2 separate regions of the Macaca mulatta genome follow, and region 2 is linked to region 1. A link is a contact called in public Hi-C data. All regions are on one chromosome and are shown on one strand. The core of a region is the stretch at or near the end of the contact, and the rest is flanking DNA. Distances in the headings are between cores, read along the strand shown. Region 1 holds the start of MGAT5 (alpha-1,6-mannosylglycoprotein 6-beta-N-acetylglucosaminyltransferase). Region 2 holds the start of LOC144333374.

Evidence for each region. A called contact is a pair of places that touch in the nucleus more often than the background predicts.
Region 2: a contact with region 1 is called in a Hi-C map of fetal cortex germinal zone, with 7 times the contacts expected there. The contact joins the promoter of LOC144333374 here to the promoter of MGAT5 in region 1. A contact is called at or near these places in 2 of 14 Hi-C or Micro-C datasets (fetal cortex germinal zone and fetal cortical plate).

The regions. Positions count from the first base shown.
Region 1 is chr12:25,725,969-25,729,890 of T2T-MMU8v2.0, forward strand. MGAT5 (alpha-1,6-mannosylglycoprotein 6-beta-N-acetylglucosaminyltransferase) reads left to right here and starts at 2,034. Exons shown (of 18, transcript XR_013401979.1): 1 at 2,034-2,391.
Region 2 is chr12:26,526,327-26,530,248 of T2T-MMU8v2.0, forward strand. It overlaps LOC144333374, which reads right to left and starts at 1,911. Exons shown (of 6, transcript XR_013401981.1): 1 at 1,779-1,911. It overlaps CCNT2 (cyclin T2), which reads left to right and starts at 2,038. Exons shown (of 10, transcript XM_028830656.2): 1 at 2,038-2,226; 2 at 3,025-3,106.

The sequences.
Region 1 (3,922 bases), core at 784-3,283:
TCAGCTGCCAGGGCTTTTACTATTGAAATCCTGTTATGTTATTTTCTTCCCAAGTTTTTAATGAATTGTCTCTTGAGAGGATGTGATGAAATATACAGCTGCATCCTAATAAGCATCTTTATGTCTATAAACGGTGTCCTTTAGCAATGAATAATAAAAATTGTAATCTTAACTGTGGGAAAAACAATTTAGATAGTATTAATTTTTCTTAAAGGCATTGCAGGTGTATTATTTATATAAAGAAATAGAATATGTAATACATATATGGAAAATACATATTTGTGTATACAAGCGAATTTACTTAATTTCTCTATATACACATATACTTTTTATAAAAAATATCCTGAAACAAAACCATCTGTAATATCTTCTATAGCAGCGGGTTCATAAAATTGAAATGATTGATGCCTTTCAGAAATCTCTAGGCAACCAGGTGTTACCATTATTAACCACCCGTGGGAACTTGGCTTCAAATCCAATCTATTATGATTAGAATCTGCATGATCTGTATGAAGTACAGCAAGTCCCGGCCACCAGATGTCACCATTCTTCTATTTCCCTCCTGGTGCTTGGGGAGAGCTAGAGACTCTATTTTCTCTCAAGGGACTGAGGGAAATACGTGCCTCAGAACATTACTGGGATTTCACCAAAAGGTCTTTTCTTAGTCATCCTGGCCTTGCAGATTTCCCTGTGGTTTTTTAGTATCTTGACTTGACAGTTCATAATAGCTGAGGAGCCAAGTGGCTGATAATTTGGGGCTCATCTGGTCAGGAAGTGTTAGAGCCATTTCCTCCAGCTAAGCTTGAAGACAGGATTGACATAAGGTGCCCAAAGCCCAGAACTTGCTCAGTGCAGGAGAGGCTATGGATGTGCCCTTTTAAGGTCCTGGGGTCAGGAGACCTCAACCAGCTATGAGCTCACTTACAAAATGAAGGAGAGGGACTGAATCATTTCTAGGGTCTAAAAATTCCATGATTCTCAGTTTGTAAATGCCTCTGGTGGGGAGGGTGGGTAGTAGGGTGGGGGTAATCTAAGTCCAAGAAATAAGACCCCAGAGAGGACAACGAAGTAGGGGTGAAGTCCTGCAGGGCAGATCAGAGGAAACTGAATATGAATCCTTATGAGGTCTGGATGTAGTGACTGGTTATGGGGTCTGGAACTTGCTGGGGTTATGATCTTGTGGATTCTACCACGAACTTAATAGCCCACTCTTCCTCCATTCCAGATACTACTTAACAATAAACTATAATGCTTATCGATGTAAATGTATGGCATTCTCTCTCCTGGGGCTTGGTTGGATTTAATCTGTCATGTCAGTCAATGTTCTTTGTGGTGCCTTCAGGGCACAGGATGTGTTTTATTTGTGAATTTACAACAGTGCAGTTTTCAGCTAGCTCATCTGGAGTGTTCCTAAAATCCACGAGTGGGAGCAGGGCAGAGAAGGAAGAATGGATTTCATGTATTAAGTGCCAGATATCCCTAAGTATTTCACATATATTTCATATCATCTTCACAGTAACCTCATGAAGCAGCATTTATTATGCTCATAGATAAAGATGAATTCAAATGGTTAAGTGGCTTGCCCTAGGTCACGAAAACCAAATGGCTGTATACATACTGCTTTGTGTAATGCGTTCTAAGAAAGAGTAAACAGCCTCAGGGCGTTTTGTTAAAGTTGCCTGCACCCGTAAGATGGTTGAGACCACAGTCTCCCCATCACTGGGCTTCGCTGCTGTAAGGCCCCTTGTCCTTTGGGGCTTGGACTGCGCCACTCCGGAGGATGCATTGTCATATCAATATCTGCACACCGCCCCTGACCTTGTTAGAATATTATTTATGACCTCGATCGGAGGTCCCGCGCTCGCTCCTTTCTCCCCTTGGGCTGCGGAACAGAGTGGCTGGGAGAAGTCCTCCTAGACAGGGTTGAGAGTTTGCCGACGGCCCCTGAGAAGCTGGGGCGTTCCGAATTGGCTGAGCCCGAGGCCGGGGGCGGGGAGTTTGCCAAACGTCCCCGGCCGGAATTTCTGCCTCCTAGAGCCACGAGCCCAGAAGCGGGGAGAAGTTGGTGAGGTCGACTAGGGGAGGGTTGCCAGGAATTGAGGACAGACTCCCGCCCCGGTCTACTGAGCTCCCAGAGGAGCGTCCCTGCTGCGTCGGGGCTGAGTGTGGACGCGCTGCGCGCGGCCCCGCCAAGGCTGGTAGTTTGCAGACCGTCCCTGCCGCGGCCCGCTCCGCGGCGGCCCTGCGGCTCCCGCGGCGGCGGCGGCCCCGGGCGCGATCCAGCCCAGGTAGCCGCGCCGCAGGCTCGGGGCGTCGCGACCCAGCGCCTTGGGCCCCGTGGGCACGGCGGCCGGCGGGTGCTCCTGGCTGCTGCTGCTGCCCAACAAGGAGGTAAGAGCTGCCGGATCGGGATGATCGCGTCGGAGCTCGTCATCCCCGCGGGGTGATGCGCGCAGAGGGGACCGCTGGGGGCACGGGGAACCGGGCGCGGGCGAGGAGAGCCCGCACCGGGGTCGGCGCGGTCGGGGGCTTCCTTCCGTCGTTCCTCTGCCGCCTGCGTGGGTGCCCCGGCCCCGGCCTCTCTGCAGGACCCCGGAGTGCAGACGGGGGACAAGCCTTGAGGAGCCCACCTGCCCCCGGCAGCGCCTCCCGGGGGAGGCTGAACCCACCAGGCCCCGTGACGAGGGGGCTTGTCGGCTTTCCTAGGGACAGTCCAAAGGAAGCTCTGGTTGCGCGGGCTGGAGGCGAGCGGCCAGGGATGGTAGATGGGCGCTCGGACCGCGGAGGAGCTCGGTGGGGGTCACGCCGCAGGCGTGGGCCGGGCCGGGGTCCTCGGGACCCAGGCGCACTGGGCGGGCTCGGCCAGAGGCCAGTAGGGAGGAAGGAAGAAGGAGGGAGGCTGGCCCTGAGCCCCTAGGGAGGAGGCATGCGGCGGGCCGGTGCTCCGGGCCTGAGGGTCCAGGAGGCCCGGGGGCGCCCCAGCTGTTAGGGGACGGCCCACGGGTCCACGATCCCGCCGGCGCGCTCAGCGCTGCTGCCGGGTCTGGGAGGCTGCAGGGAGCGCAGAGCCCACACCCGCGCACACACTCCCCGAGAGCATGCTCAGTGCGGTCCTGGGAACTTCCTGCCGAGTCGTGAGCCGCCCCGGCCCGCTCCTGGCCCACTCCTGGCCCTTGGCTCGCAAAGTTGGGGGCGGCGGGGCTAGAGAGTCGTGGGCGCCGCTCTCGCCTGTGGCTCCTCTGCGCCCCTGGCCCCTGCCTCGCCTCAGTTGAGCTCCGCGCTCTGCTCTCCCCCGCTGTCCCCGCAGCCGGGATTGGGGGCGTGGGTGTTAGCCCCTGCTCTCAGTGGCGGGGTGGCCAGAGGCCTGGAGCGCGACTCTCAGCCTGGTGGACCTGCGCGCTGTGCGCCCTCTTGGTGCCCGGACCTGGCGCGGCGAGCAGGCGGGGTGCAAGGGGGTGTGTGAGCCCAGGGACGCTCGCGCACACACTTGCTGTCACACACAAAGCCGTGGTTTTGTAGCCGCCGCGCGGAAGAGCCGAAGAGGGAAGGGGGTGGCGCTTGCATTGTCCAGAGGCGTTTGGAGCGCTGATGGGTGCTTGGCTCCTCAGGGCTGCGGGAACCGGGTGATGTGGATGGATTCGGTCTAGGGCCCGGCCCTCCTGGGACCCACTGCCAGGCCTGGCCCCGGGTGGCCGCCGCTATCTGCACCTGGCTCTGGCGGCCCAGTTAGGGGAGGTTGGGTACTTCTAGGTCTGTGAAGTTGGGAAGGGGCAAACTCGGGTTTCTGTGGGGTTCGGGTGGATGGCAACATCGCACTTGTAAACACACCCAGACCCAAGTGTTAGAGGTAGCACCTCATTCTAAAGAGATGCGAGTGGGAAGCTAGGTCGTTGAACTGACCGCCCACCCCCCAGTTTATTGT
Region 2 (3,922 bases), core at 661-3,160, 800 kb after region 1:
GGCGTAAACCCGGGAGGCGGAGCTTGCAGTGAGCTGAGATCCGGCCACTGCACTCCAGTCTGGGCGACAGAGCCAGACTCCGTCTCAAAAAAAAAAAAAAAAAAAAAAAAAAGACTGGTTGAGAGGGGACATGCTTGCCTTGTGTCAGACTTTAGGTGGAAAGAATGTAGTTTCTCACAATAGAAACAATCTATTGTTAGCGGTAGAATTTTTGTAGATGCTCTTTATCAAGTTGAGGAAGTTCTCCTTTATTCCCAGTTTGCTGAGTTTTTATTATGAATGGATGTTGAGGAGGGGCACTTATTATTTGTGTGTGACAGGATCTCACTCTGTCACCCAAACTGGGGTGCAACCTCACCTCTCACGTTGAAGCGATACTCCCAAGGAGCTGGGACTACAGATGCCGCCACATCCAGCTAATTTTTAAAAACACTTTTGTAGAGATGGGGTCTCATTATGTTGTCCTGGCTGGTCTAGAACACTTTGGCCTCCCAAAGTGCTGGGATTACAGCCATGAAACACTGCACCTGGCCAAGGATGTGCACTTTTTAAATGTTGCTTTAAATCAATCTATCCTGGAAATTGCAAGCAACATGAAATGGCAACTGTTCACAACAACTGCCTACTATAATCAATATTCTTGTGCAATGCATATACTGAGCGTGGGAGCCCCCCAAAAATCACTTGCCTTCATGGTCTTTGGCAAATAAATATTTTATTTTTTATTTTTGAGACAGGGTCTTGCTCTATCGCCCAGGAGGGATAGGGTGCAGCAGCGAGATCTAGCTCACCGCAACCTCCACCTCCTGGGCTCAAGCCATCCTCTCACTTCAGCCTCGGGAGTAGCTGGGACTACAGGCGCGCCGCCAAGCCCGGCTAATTTTTGTACTTTTGGTAGAGACAGAGTCTAACCATGTTGCCCTTGCGCTCGAACTCCTGACCTCAAGTGATCGACCCACTGGACCTCCCCAAGCGCTGAGGTTACAGGCGTGAGCCACCGTGCCCGGCCTCCAAATACTTAGGACTTTAAACTTGGAAACCCTATTCACAACACAAACTCCGAGTGAAGCTCTGTGGAGCTTTCTTACAGGAAGAAATGCAGGAGTTAATCAACAGGTATGTGGGATGTTCCCGCATCAAATCCTAAAGATAAAATTTTAACCCAGTTCCTCTTGCATGTATCTGCTTCTCCCCAACCTTGTCTCGCAGAAGCCACAGCACGGTCTGAAAACACGCCTCGTCTAGATTCAACACCTCATTTAGAAATTCAGTTTCTCGTTGCTAGTTGGATAGCGTTTGGCAAGTAATTTGAAAAAATAAAAATAAACCCACGGACGGAGTGGTCTGGGATTTAAACAACATAACGTAAGGTGAAAAAAGCACTCAGGCGCGGACAGCCATGGAGCGTGACTTCCTCTGCACTCTTTCCCGGCCAGCTCCACGCCAGAGCCGCGCGCTAGGCGGAGGCTGTTGGTAGCGGAGGCCGGAGTCGCACGCCTACGAGACTGCGCGGACCCACCCGAAAGGAAAATGGAGGAAGTGGCGTGAGGCTGCGACAGTGAAGGGTATTTTTCTCTTTTTAACGGGCCGCTAGACCTCCCGTCAAAGGAAGCGCCCGACGGGCCTTCGAAGTCCACGCCCAGACCCCACAGCGCAGCCGCCCGACCGCCTCTCTCCACACCGGCCAGGGTCCAGCCTCTCCCACTCTCCTCTCCCCGCCCCGCCCCGCCCCGCCCCTCCGCCCAGCCAACCCTAGACCCGGCATGCGCTGCGCCGACCTTTTCCTTCCGAGCCGACCCCCACCTTCGGCGCCTCCCAATGACAAGAGGCGCGGAGCATTGTGGTCCCGCGCGCGAGAGCGAGGCCGAGGACAGAAAAAGAAAGCAAAAGACCAGGGCGAGCCGGTAGAGCAGACCCCGCGCATGCGCACGGGCGGGGGCGGTGGTGAAAAAGGGCGGTGCGTGGTCTACGGCGAGCGGAGTGGGGCGGGGTCGCGCGCCTTGGCTGGGAGTCCGCGAGCCGGGAGGGGCGGGGGGTGAATGAGGGAGCGGGCGGAGGAGGAAGTGTCATGGCGTCGGGCCGTGGAGCTTCTTCTCGCTGGTTCTTTACTCGGGAACAGCTGGAGAACACGCCGAGCCGCCGCTGCGGAGTGGAGGCGGATAAAGAGCTCTCGTGCCGCCAGCAGGCGGCCAACCTCATCCAGGAGATGGGACAGCGTCTCAATGTGTATCCTTTCCTATCCTGCGCCGCTCACGCCCTGTTTCCCTTGCCCGGTCGCCGGGCCTGGTGCTCCGCGAACATGGCGCCGCCGGCCTCGGCCTTCGCTGGACCTCGGCCCCGCGGTCAGGGAAGTAAGGCTCCAGCTCGGGCAGTCGCGAGGGGCTAGCAGAGGAGGGGAGGAGGAGATAGGACCCCAGGAATGCGGGCCAGGAGTCTGCGTTGTGTAATCTGTTTCGGGCAGCGCGTGGTGGTGGCGGCGGGGGATGGGAGTGTGGCTCAGGCGAAAGAGAAATTTTAGGGATTATTGCAGAAAAGGGGCGGCTCCTTGGACTTGTCCCTGTCCCCTAAGGGTTTGAGAGGTAGAAGGGTTAGCGATGCTGAAAGGCCTAAGTGTTTTCCGCAGCCTTTCCCCGCTCTCCTCGCCGACTTGATGGCGGCTCTCTTCTACCTTGGGAGCGCACTGGAGGTCTTTTATGTTCTTGGCGTGGTTTTGTATGGGTGTGTGCGCGCGCGTTTCAACTGTTTCATTTTGAGTTTAGTCAGTCGTAGCCATTGATAAATAGTTCCAGGGCCCTCAGCGCTGGGAGAGTGAAAAGATCAGCAGTTCTTCCTCCCATTTATTTGGCGTAGAGTCTATTCTCTTCCTGCCGCCCCACCCCCCGCGGGCGTTTATTTCTTTATTTCTAGTTTGGCGTTTGGATTTGAATGGGAGGTATTGGAAAAGAACCTGGGAATTTTCCATCAAAATTGTTTTGGGAATGAGATCTTGCTTTTGTCAGATATTTCCTAAATACTGTGTTCCAGCTCTCAGCTTACAATAAACACTGCGATTGTTTATATGCACAGGTTTTATATGCACCATTCTTTCACCAAATTCAACAAAAATGTAAGTACTAGTTTGTTGCCTGTTTTTACTATGCGCAAATTTGAGGGTAAATCGATACGCAGAAAAAAAGTTGGTCATTGCGTTGTTGGATTTAGTGTTCTGAATTAACGGTAAACGTATATCACGTGATAAATATTTTGCTTCAAATGCGGGCTTTTTGTGTTTTTAAAATTTGTGATGAATTAAACTGCAAGGCACTGTTAAGCTCTGCCAGGCCTTTTAGGCTAAAAAAATAAATTTACTTCTTTAGAGAGTTATTACATAAGTTTTCTTCATTTAAATTTTATACCTAACATTTGAATAATTTCAGTAGTAATGTACAGTGGAATTGGACAAGTCTGGTCGTTCTGTGATACATCTTAATTATGTTGTACTCATTGTTTAAAATACTGTGAATTGAAATTAAATTAATTATGACATTCTTTTTAAAGAGCTGTTTAGCAGAAATAATTCATTTCTTCATTTGCTAACCCAGTAATTTCTTAAGATGTCAAACTTTTCTGTTTATCACGTTAGCATCAATTGTCTCCTAAAATTTTGGGTGATTCAGACGTCAATTCTTGCTTCAGATATAGTACGTCAGGAGTATGTTTATGTATTAGTAGTAAAATTTACACTTGAATATTAAGGTACATAACCTGTAAACCTTGACAAATAGAGTAATAGAATTTTGTTGAAATGTTAATTTCATTTATGAAAGATGAGTTTGGTGTATGTTAAGTAACATGCATACTGTGTTGTGTGTGAATAAAGAAAATTGCATATTTAGAAATGTTTAACCCTGCTTTAATTCTATTTTTGTTACTTTTTATCATA